3 separate regions of the Mus musculus genome follow, and regions 1 and 3 are each linked to region 2. The links are chromatin contacts, called in public HiChIP or PLAC-seq maps. All regions are on one chromosome and are shown on one strand. The core of a region is the stretch at or near the end of the contact, and the rest is flanking DNA. Distances in the headings are between cores, read along the strand shown.

What was found. HiChIP or PLAC-seq counts read pairs in DNA pulled down with a chosen protein or histone mark.
Region 1: an H3K27ac HiChIP or PLAC-seq map of extraembryonic endoderm stem cells shows a contact between it and region 2, with 4 times the contacts expected there. The contact joins the promoter of Zswim4 here to the promoter of Dcaf15 in region 2. A contact is called at or near these places in 4 of 39 promoter capture datasets (erythroid cells, hippocampal neurons, macrophages and 1 more), 1 of 15 datasets of contacts at CTCF or cohesin (large pre-B cells), 7 of 484 Hi-C or Micro-C datasets (embryonic fibroblasts, embryonic stem cells, muscle stem cells and 3 more), 7 of 115 datasets of contacts at active chromatin or transcription factors (bone marrow-derived macrophages, effector CD8 T cells, embryonic forebrain and 4 more) and 2 of 9 other capture datasets (adipose tissue and liver).
Region 3: a contact with region 2 is called in an H3K27ac HiChIP or PLAC-seq map of embryonic stem cells, with 5 read pairs. The contact joins the enhancer-like site here to the promoter of Dcaf15 in region 2. A contact is called at or near these places in 5 of 39 promoter capture datasets (the 3T3-L1 cell line, embryonic stem cells, hippocampal neurons and 2 more), 3 of 484 Hi-C or Micro-C datasets (embryonic stem cells, nephron progenitors and uterus), 3 of 115 datasets of contacts at active chromatin or transcription factors (embryonic stem cells, fibro-adipogenic progenitors and neural tube) and 3 of 9 other capture datasets (adipose tissue, embryonic stem cells and pancreatic islet).

The regions. Positions count from the first base shown.
Region 1 is chr8:84,235,439-84,238,921 of GRCm38.p6, forward strand. It overlaps Zswim4 (zinc finger SWIM-type containing 4), which reads right to left and starts at 1,604. Exons shown (of 14, transcript NM_172503.3): 1 at 1,429-1,604. The coding sequence starts at 1,566.
Region 2 is chr8:84,102,376-84,106,141 of GRCm38.p6, forward strand. Dcaf15 (DDB1 and CUL4 associated factor 15) reads right to left here and starts at 2,422. Exons shown (of 13, transcript NM_001357322.1): 1 at 2,242-2,422; 2 at 581-678; 3 at 371-506. The coding sequence starts at 2,373.
Region 3 is chr8:84,354,974-84,358,869 of GRCm38.p6, forward strand. It overlaps a transcript of Cacna1a not described here. Among named protein-coding and RNA genes, the nearest start is that of Gm23626, 24 kb to the right of the region's middle. Within about 2 kb of position 1,763, at least 42 of the 459 cell types and tissues checked have an H3K27ac peak or open chromatin away from gene starts, as enhancers often do. A contact at or near this core is called in embryonic stem cells and pancreatic islet, where this site is marked.

The sequences.
Region 1 (3,483 bases), core at 354-2,853, 130 kb after region 2:
CTCATAGTTAACATTCTAGAAGCTCTTACTGGCAGGTCGCAGGGGTCTGGGGTAAAACCCTCCTCAGCCCAGGCTTTGTGCAGGACAAGAAGAAGTTAGATACACGTGTGAGAAAGACCGAGGACGTGGGTTCCTAGCCTTCCCTCTGCTCAGCCCCTTATGGAGATGGCATCTTCACAGGGACACAAGATGCTGAAACCATAGCACTGGGTCAGTGTCACAGCCTCAGAACGAGCCTGAGGAAGCTGGCATGACAGCTTGAGAACCTGAAGGGGTCAGCATTACTACATCAGAGATGAAGTCAGCTCTTCAGGATCCCTAAACCAAATTGTTCAGACTCCCAACATCAGTTCCACCCTGGGTATTTCTTCCCCTGTTCCTCCCCTGAGGAAAAAAAAAAAAGCCCCTTCTCTAGGAGGGAAGGGCTGACCTGCCATCCCCTGTAGACTCCAAGGAATGGAGCCAGCATTCGAGGCTGTGTTCCAATCTGAGTTGGCTAGTGACTGGCTGGGTGACCTTGGGCAAGTTTCTCAACGTCTCTGTGCCCCAGTTTCCTCAAAGTGAGAACAACTCCACAAGGGCTCCAGAACCTGCCCAGAGTTCTCTTAGCACCTGGCTGGGCCAAGGCAGATCTGTGAGAGTCCTGAAGACAGTTTTACGGTTCTTCTGTGCATGTCACATAGGGTGAACAGCACGGAGGCCCTACCCAAGGTTTCTACGAGAGAAGGGGGAGTCAGTGATTCGGCTCCTGACAGTTGGCAGATGACTAAGGAGGGATTTTCCGGTCATGAATCAGAGCCTGCTCAGTCCACGGTCAGTCCAAACCCATCCATCCTAACTCAGGAAGAGTTGTGAGGCCAAGAACACTCAAAGTCAGACTGAAAGACAGCTGTATGGGACTGAGAGGAGCCTCGGACCCTTCCCATCTTCTTGGGGGACCCTTAGACAGAGAGAGGGGAATTTTTTCTCGGGACACCACTCCACAAGTCACAGAGTAGGGGTTCCAGGAGCCTCTCTGCCTCTGTATCCCAATCTTGGCTCTGGAATAGCTGGAGGGAGGGGGAAGGGGGGAGGAGGGGCACAGAGCCCTTCCCTCAGTGACCCTGCCTCTTGTCCCACAGTCGGGGATCTGGAGAGGACTGGTGGGCTCTGGAGGCTGGAGCAAAGGGATACAGGGGTGTCATGTATAGGCCCTGCAGAGACGGGGGTCTTCTTCCTGGAGGGTGGGACAGGGAAACCCTACGGCAGGAGTGGGGCAGTGTGGGTCTCTGGGCTGGTGTGTCTCTTGAGGAAGAAAAGAGGTCAGAATAGAGACCCGGAGGGTCGCGGGCAGAGAGGCTCGGGGTGCGGGGCCCGGGGTGGCGGTGTGGGGGGCTGGCTGCTGGGGAGGGGGCGAGGTGTGAGGCCTGGGGCAGGCCGGGGCCTTACCTGCTCGAAGGCCCAGCTCTCGGCCACCCGCTTGGCGCTAAGGTCCAACAACGGCTCGGGGCGACTGCGACGGGCCCCGGTCCCGGGCTCGTCCCCCGCGGGGCAGCCCCGGCTGCGCTTGGCCGCCGGGGGCTCCATCCGGCCGAGCCGGCCGGACGACGCGGCCCCTTTAAGACTCTTCACAACAATGAAGCCGTCTTAGCAGCCGCTGCCTCCTCAGACGAGGCCCCGCCCCCACCGCCCTATTTCTCCCTTTCTATTGGCTGTCCTCAAAGACCCGCCTCCAAGATGCCGCTGTTCATTCGACAATCTCCACGTCCGTCTTTTCTGTGCCATCCAATAAGAGGTCGCAAGAAGAGTCGCTGTCCATCACGGGGCGGTATGAGCCAATCAAAATGAGGGAACCCCACGGCTTGGCCTTGTGAGGAGTTTCGGGGAGGTCTCACGTTCATTCACAACATTCCTTCTCCGCCCCTTTGGGCCGGCCCTCTAGCCTGGCGGCTGGGGCTGCGCCTACACACGGCTTTGTTTACGGAGGGTCGCTTCCGGCCGCCTCCCGGCCGGGGTTGACTCTCTCTGAGCTGTAATGACCCTAGAAACTCAATAACCTCTCTGGGCCACTGGTACAGTTTGGATGCTCTAAGAGCCGACCCGGGCCAGCACAGTCCTTCCTAGCAATGCGCTCGCTGTGGGCTGTTAACTTTACGAGTTCCTCTTGAGCTGCGAGCTAAGACACCCCAATCCTTTCTACGTCTGTGGAATGAACATGAAATTGCCCATTTCGACCCATGAGAGTGTTAGTTTCATTAGATTGGACTTAATGCATGTCAAATCCCCCACTTCGAATCGTTTTTTCCCCCTGACTCAGCTTATATTTTCCACAGTGCGGAAGCCACTCACCATCTTCGTCATTTTTCCACACCCCACCCCCATGACCTAAGAGAACCTTGCGTTTTCCTACCGTCGCGGCCTCTCCAGCATCATTTATTCATCTAGTCCAGGATTAGATGGCCCACCACCCTGCACTACCTCTGAACCCCCCCCCCCCTTCTCTCATTATGTAACCCTGGTTAGTCTGATTGGAGATCCTCTTGCCTCATCCTTTAGAGCTCTTTGAGATACCAGGGTAGGGGGGTTGTTAAATGTCTCTCTGAACTCTGAGCTCCAAGGATCAAGTGTACGTCCATGGGGAGACAAGTCAGCACGTGGAACAGCGCCCAGCGTACAGTAGCAGTTCAGACTAAAACCTGCCAACATAGCTGTGATCCCATTTAGTGTTTAGGATCCTCAAAGCAGGAAAAACCCAACCTGGTCCACAGAAGCCGACTAGCCCACTGGTTGCTTTTGGACAGACCCCTCCCCACCGTGGCAACTAACAGTCACTCATAAGTAGCCTGTGAACCCTTGAAACAGGGCTGCTCAAGTGGGGCTCTTTTGTAGGGGGAAGAACACAATGGAGGAACTGGAGAGATGGCTCAGAGGTTAAGAGCACCGGTCAATGGATCCCAGAAGACTTGAGTTTGATTCCTGGAACCTACATGGCACATGATCGCTGTGACTCCAACTCCAAGGGAATCTTACATCCCCGGCGGGACCCTGTCTCAATAACAGCAGTGATGTCTTAGTTTTCTTTGTTTCTTTATTTCCATTTTGTTTTTGTTTTTGTTTTTGTTTTTCGAGACAGGGTTTCTCTGTATAGCCCTGGCTGTTCTGGAACTCAATTTGTAGACGAGACTGGCCTCAAACTCAGAAATCTGCCTGCCTCTGCCTCCTGAGTGCTGGGATTAAAGGTGTGCACCACCATGCCCAGCCCATGTGTGGGTTTTTTTTTTTTTTTTTTTTTTTTTTTTTTTTTTTTGTGATTGGGTTACCTCACTTAGGATGATATTCTCCAGATCCATCCATTTGTCTAAGAATTTCATAAATTCATTGTTTTTAATAGCTGAGTAGTGCTCCATTGCGTAAATGTACCACATTTTCTGTTTATTTGTTTTGTATTGTTGTTTTTAGGCTTTTTAGGGTAAGATGAGTTGAGTTAATGCAGCAGCTATTCAC
Region 2 (3,766 bases), core at 1,172-3,671:
GAGCCAGAGAGAGCCCTGCAAGCTGGAGGGACCCTGACTGAATACATTACCTCTATGCCCATGGGAACAGAAACTGAAGTCGCCCTACCAAGAGGCAGGGCTCCAGGAGGAATGCTAAAGCCACTGTGACAACCTGTGTGAATCTAAGAAATCTGCCTGCATCCTGGCCCAGGCCAAGGCTATCAGATGGGCTATATGTGATACCTAAGCCAAACGAAATCACCAGTTTGACCTAAAAATTCAGCAACTCTCCAAGGGTCGCCCCACTGGTACAGCACTGCCATTTACACACAGGACACAGGCTGACTGATACAGGAGCAGCTGAGGCCTGCTGTCTGAAGGGTCAGCCCAGTGCAGGGCCTAGTCCTACCAGCTTGAGCTTGCTGTGGACGTTGAACTCCCACCAGTAGAGGTGATATATGTAGAAGGAGAAGTCGTCATCCCCACTGCTGCTGGTGTAGGAGAGGACATAGCGGCCACACTTGGAAAATCCCAGGAAGATATGGCTGTGGGCAGAATGGGCAGATGAGGACACGCCCACAGCCCGACCTGCCACCACCCAGCCTAGCTTCAGCCTCACCCTGCATAGAGAAAATCCTCATCTACGATGTTCTTGAGGGACACGCAGACCCTGGGGGGCAGCTTCCGGAAAAGACGAGGTGAGAGCTGCCCACTGATCTGGGGAAGAGACAGCCAGGGCTCTTTAGCCAAGCAGCCTCCCAGCCTCCTTCCCAGAGGCCGAGGCTTCCCCAGGCCCACTGCTGGGGCAGATGGAGACACCAAAGCCAAGTGACCTTACAAAGCACCCCACCCCCACCAAGGACCCAGGTTACATCCCAGCCGTAGCCCCGTTTGGATCCAGAGTCCTCCCAGCCCTAGCCCTACGTCTCCCTGTGGAAGGATCCCTCACTGGGACAACTGACTCCTTCCTGAAAACTGACGCATGAGACTAGGATGTGGGGCCATGCATTTATCTGCCTGCTCCCAATTAGCCCACAAGGGGACCCATCTCTCTCTTGATAATGTAGTTACTGTGCAGACTACAACTCACAGTAGAGGCGAGGACAGCTTGCAGGAGTCTCTATGTCCTCTCACTGCGTGGCTCCTGGGGATCTCACACATTATTAGGTTTGGTGGCAAGAGCCTATACCTATAGAGCCTCCGAACCAAAAGCTCCCAGTATTCCCAATGCTCCAATCCATTATTAAGAAAACCCCTTTCTTAATTAACTGCCAATCAACTGTCACACCCTAAAACATCACCAAGGAAGGATCTGAGGAAACAGGCATAAAGCTGACCACTGGGGAGCTATTCTGGCCCGCCTTCAAAAGATAGCCATCTAGTGGGAAAGAAGGCCTGGCACCTTGCCCCTAGTTCATCTCGACCCATGAAGGGAATGGCTTTGTCAGACAAGCCTTCCTGAGAGGATATAACCCTTGCCCAGGGAGTGTCTAGGCTAAGGGCAGAGCCACAGCCTTGCTTAGGGAGCACCAGGAAAAAGCACAGTTCGCCCTTACCCAGTTCCCAACTTCCTGTGCACATAGACAATCTTGCTCCACAGCTGCCCACCTAACATTATTCACATCCCTGTCCTTTCAGGTGTCCTCTGACAAGGGAGACAGAGCCCTAAGTGGCTTCCACTTTGAGAAGACCTGGCCCTACTCTGGAAACATTCCTCCATTCAATGAGTGAGGCAGACCTAGGTACAAGCACTAGATATAGAGATGGTCAGAGCTTGGACAGACAGGGAGCATCCAACAGAGGCTGCCCATTGTCGGTAGCAGGGGCTCTTCAGGGGTTTGGGGGGGTAGCTCCAACAAGGGGCAGTGCTTTGAAAAATCGGTCTAAACCAAGGTCTCCCCTTCCTCCAGATTCCTCGGACAGCTTCTACAGTAACCCGCCCATCAGCCTCCATCCCCGGTCTTTCCTCCATGATTCTCCCCGGCCTCCGCCACCCAAGCCCCTTCCTTCTTCACTGATCTCGCCTAGCAGCCTTCATTCAAGGCCCCCTGCAGGTGACCCGCCTCACTGGCTGCACACAAGTCACCAACCTTCGCCAGCCCAGCCCGCGCCTCAGCACCAGCCTCCACACCGCCAAACCCATCCCCATCCCCACCGCCCGGCCCGCCCAGCCCCCTCCCGGCCCCGCCCCCCACCTCGCCGCGCCGCCCTCCCTCCGCCGCCTCCCGCGTCCCCTCCTCCTCACAACCGGGCGCGCTCGCCTCAGACGCCAGGCCTCACCTTGACTCGCTCCAGCTGCTTGAGAACGTGTTCCCGCCGCCGCCCCACCGCCCGCTTCCCCCCGGTCCCCCCAGGGCCTCCGCCGGCGCTCCCGGCCCCGCTGTTCCGCTCCGATTTCGAGCTGGGCGCCATTTTCACCCCCTCCCTCCACTTCCGGAGCAACCGGTCCCTTAGCCCCGCCCCTGGCACTTTCTGATTGGCCTTTTCTCCTTACTGCGGCCGGCCGGTTGGGTGACAGCCGGCATTCCTTGTCGCTTCCCGCTACGCTTGTCCATCAAAGCTATCTTGGTTTTTGGTTGGTAAAGATGGTAACAGCTCCCGCCTTATTCCCGCCCTTCATTAAAGATAAACCACTCAGAAACCACTTTGGCGCTCCTCGGCCAAAAAACTTCAACTGAATAGGCGAAGATTTCTGTCAGGCTTGACATTGTCACGCCCCTGAGTGGGTTTCCGTGGAAACCACTGGCCGTCCAGCGGCCTGTGGGCGGGGCTATGGGAACCTGTGGTCCATAAGGGCCAGAATCTCCAGCCCTGGCTCTGGCTCAGGCTGGGAGGGCCGAGGCCTGAGGAGCATCCCTGGGCAGCTAGGGAGGAGACCAGGAAAAGGCGGTGGGGAAAAAAATGGCTCGTTTTAAAACATCTTCCAGGCCGGGCGTGATGGTTCACGCCTTTCCAGCACTTACGAGGCAGAGGCAAGTGGATCTCTTTGAGTTTGAGGCCAGCCTGAGTGAGTTCTAGGATAGCCAGGGCTACACAGAGAGACTCTTGTCTCAGAAAAACAAACAAAGAAACAAAACAAAGCATCTTCCGGACGACGATGACGATGATAGCATCAGACAGATATCATGCTGTTTTTAAAAAAATTAATTTCCATGGGTCAGGCGTGGTTCTGAGTTTGCACCTCCTGTGGAAGGCCTGTTAAGCCTATCATACTAATTAATAATGGTAATAAATATTACGGGACATGACAGCTTCATGCACCAGTTTTGCCTACATTCACTCAATCTCTGCAATGGTCCTTTATTTTACACGTGGAACAGGCATAAAGTGAACTCCCCTGAAGACATGGCACTTGTGTACCCAGACTGCTGGCTGCTCTTTTTACAGCCACATTCGGTTTATTGAGAACCCAGCTAACAGGACAGGTCATAAACAAGGAAATGAGTACCTGTCCTTGAATTCCAGGTATGGGTAGAAAGGCAGTTGGATGCAAAGTAGCTTTGTGAAGCGGGGGAGGAGGAATATTCCAGCAAAGACAAAGGTTTCTGGAGAGGTTCAAGACTAACCTGCCATGATGTATGGATTAGTGATGGGGACACTGCTGAGAGACTTACTAGGTGATCTCTTCTTTATGCAAAGACTGGAGGGCTCACTAGCAGCCCCCCTCCCCCCAGCATGAGGAGAAAATATGACCATGCATGTGCAGACCCAGCCTCAGCTGAATCATAGACTAGTGGACCCAGAGCAGGAGGGAAAGGAAGAGCAAGGAGGCAGTGTGTGTGTGTGTGTGTGTGTGTGTGTGTGT
Region 3 (3,896 bases), core at 513-3,012, 250 kb after region 2:
CAGCAGCTTCAACACAGGCCAGGGCACACAGAGCCCCCATGGGCAGGGGAAAGCTTTCAGTGCCCATGGTTGAGTCTGTACTGAACACCCACATGTGATTTTCTTCCTAAACAATAGAGTGTGCCAGCCACATTCACACTCTAGGTGTCCAAGGTCACCTAGAGAGACTTTGGCGTCTGTAGGATTATGTCTCCAGTCTCTGTAAGTCTGTGGTGACAAATAAAAAAAGCCAGGCTGACAGTACAGGCCTGTCTGCCATACCAGCTTTTCAAGAGGCTAAGGCAGGAGAATCACAAGTTTGGGGCCAGCCTGGGCTACAAGAATAAGTTTCATGACAAACTTGGCGAAACAGAAAGTGAAAAAGAGCTGGGAGTCGAGTCCTTGCGTGGTGTGCTCCGACTCTGCCTCCATACTGCAAGTAAATAGAATTAAACCAAGGACAAAGTAACAGATTAAAGAGCTGGCATGGTGGTGCGTATGTATAAGCCTCGCACTGTCCAGGCTCAGGTAGAAGATTGTGAGTTTCAGCCTAGCCTTGGCAGCAAGGTGAGACAGCCTCAAAAATTAGTAAAATAGGGACTGGAGAAATGACTCCGTGGCTAAAGGCTCTGGCTGCTCCTGCAGAGGACTGGAGTTCACACCACACCCACATAGTGGTTAACAATGGGCAGGATCCCATTTCAGGGGATCCAGCACCATCTTCTTACCTCCCAGGGTGTGTACACAGACAATGCACAGACTGCATGGAAAAACACTCGTGCACATAAAAAAACAGCAAAATCGGAAAGGTATAGGATGGCTCTGTGGGTAAAGGCCACTGCTACCAAGCCTGATAGCTTGAGCTCAGTCTCTGGAGCCCAAGGATGGAGGGAGAGAACTGATGCCTACAGCATTGTCCTCTGATCAGTACAGATGGCCCACGGCACACCCATACACCCATCACACACACACAGACACAGACACACACACACAATTTAAATAACAACAAGAAGAAAATAAAGGGCTAGGGGGATAGCTTAGTATATTGGGACCTGAGTTCAATCCCTAGGGTGTGTGTGTCATGTCGGGGGTGGGGGTGGGGGTGGGGACAGAGGCCAGGCATGGTGGTACAAGCTAGAATCATGATGCTGGGGAGGCAGAGACAGGCAGACTAGACTAGGCTCACTGGTCAGCTAGCATAGTCTACTCTATTCCAGGCCAGTGAGAGACTCTGTCTAAAAAACTAAGGTGGTAGCCCCTGAGGAATAGCACCTAATGTTGATCTCTGGCTTCCGCATACATATATGCACATACCAGTGCCCCATGCACACTGCAAACACATGAATATAATAAATAAAACATCGAGACAAAGAAACTAACAGACAGGCTCTCGGTGTGCTTTCTAACTACACAGGAAGCAGATCAGGACCAGCCTCTTGGTCCAGTGCAACTGAGTTTGAACTTGCCATCAGGGATCTGAAGTCCACTGGACGCAGGTCCAGAGCACAGAAAGCAAGGGCTTTAGAGGGTCCACTTTGCAGAAGGGAGCATCTAGATGTGAGAAAGCACCCCTCCCCCACCCCTCCCCACCCCACCCCAGTTCGATCTGGAGCTAGGTAGTTCTATTGCTTAGCATCAGCCACACCCTTGCGCCCTTTCAACCCATGGCCTGTGTTGCCCGGCAACTGCTAGAAGTGTCTTTCCTGCCCCCCAGTTGCCAAGGGAATACTCAATCCTGGCAGCCGGGCCTGGGGCGCTGAACTTCCGGGCGCAGGGTGGGGTGGCCTCTGCTGTTCACACCTGCTCGCGCACAGCCCTGGCCTCCCCTCAGTTTCTCTCACTCTGCTCTCCTTGTCTCCTCTCTCCCTCCAGTTTCCTCTCCTGGGATATCTGAGCGAGGCCCATGGATGCCGAGGGCCTCTTGGGGCTCTGACCCCATGCTTTCTCCCCTCAGTCATGAGCTCCTGCACAGCCCAAGGTACCCAGGCACGGACTGCACCCTGGCAGGCTCATCCAGGACTCTGCATGTCCCGTGGTCACAGCAGATGAGCGGAAGCCTCGAGGGGCCAACTCTGAAACGGCGTGGTGGCGTGGTGGACCACCGGGATGTCATCTTGGCCCACCAGGCGCACAAAATGCACAGCACCCCTCAGGCCAGAAGGAAAGAGTGGGAGTGAGTATTCACGGGGCAGGCTGTAAGGGAGCTGTGCGGGGCTTGTGGGCCAGCCAAGCCTGAACTGGCAAGCTTCAGGGGATAGAATGCGCTGATATGGTGTGGGTGACTCCAGTTGTCCCTTGACAGTCCATCAACCCTCTGCCTTAAGGTTGCCTGGAATACTCTGAACCGGCTTTGTAAAAGACCCGGATCCCTTGTGCGCAGTGGAGCCAGAAAGGACTGGCAGAGGGGACAAGTGCTTTCTCTGGGGACTTGGGTAGGGTGCGGGGAGGTGGGGCATGTTGGGAAAGGCTGGGAAATTCTGCCTTCAGAGGTACTCTGGCCCAGCTGTGAGGGAACGAGCTACGCTGATAGCTAATGGGAAGTGGTTTGGAGAAAGGTTCAACTACAAACAATCCCTTTGCCACTGCATCTCTAAGCGGATTGCTAGGGCTTAATAACATTTTATTTCAAAGGTGTAAAGCTGGGGTGGTTTCCTGGGCTGACACTGATGGCTGTGATGTACCCATGAGTAACAGCAGGAGCCGCTGATGCTAGCAAGACAGGAACCAGTTTAAGTCCCTCAGTCTTCATACCCTGCCATCCCAGGGAGGCTGCGTGTGTGTGGTCACCCTGCTTATCTGCAGCTGCCACTGTTCCTGGAGAAGGGGAAGCCTGTGGGTGCTGATGGGCGGGAACGAATGCAAGGTGGGCCTGAGCACGTCTGGTAGGCTGGATGTGAAGCAGGCCTACTTGAAGTGCCCTCTGAGGTAGTTCCTAAGGTTATGGCTGGATGTGAAGCAGGCCTACTTGACGTGCCCTCTGAGGTAGTTCCTAAGGTTATGGCGACACCTGGTGGTATGTCTGAGCATCTATGGGCGGCGGCAAACTGACCCGCGTTCCTCACCCTTAGGTGTTGCCATGTATCCGGCTTTCCTCCCATGCATGTGTCCACCTGTTCACTCAGTATGTCTACCCATGCATCAGTTACCCCAACCATATGTCTTCCCACGTTCGCCTACTTTGCCTCTCCCTCCTCCACCCACACACTCACTGTCCAACCCATCCAATCCGTCCTTCACTAGTAACCAAAGCACCTAGATTGTGCCTCTCCAGGGCTTCTCCCCACCCTTCCTCTTCGGTCTCTCCGCATTCATGCTCTTCTTGCTTTTTTTTCTCAGAAGCAATGAGACCTTTAAAAGGTTGCAATGAGTATTCGCACAGACTTTCAGCAAGAAGATTCCCCGCCGCTCCCCCCCCCCCCCCCCCCCCCGCCTTTTGGAGACAGGGTTTCTCCGTGTAGTCCTGGCTGTCCTAGAACTTTCTTTGTAGACCAGGCTGGCCTCAAACTCACAGAGATCCTCCTGCTTCTGTCTCCAGAGTGCTGGGATTTAAGGTGTGTGCCACCACCACCTGACTCAGGAAAGAAACTTTTAGGGCCAAGAAAGTGTTTTGTTTTGTTTTTGTTTTTTCTTTTTAAGACTTATTTATTTATTTTATGTATGTGAGTACACTGTAGCTGTACAGATGGTTGTGAGCCTTCATGTGATTGTTGGGAATTTAATTTTTTAGGACCTCTGCTCACTCCAGTCAGCCCTGCTCGCTCAGTCCCTGCTCGTTCCAGACCAAAGATTTATTATTATAAATAAGTAAACTGTAGCTGACTTCAGACACACCAGAAGAGGGCGTCAGATCTCATTGTGGATGGTTGTGAGCTACCATGTGGTTGCTGGGATTTGAACTCAGGACCTTCAGAAAAACA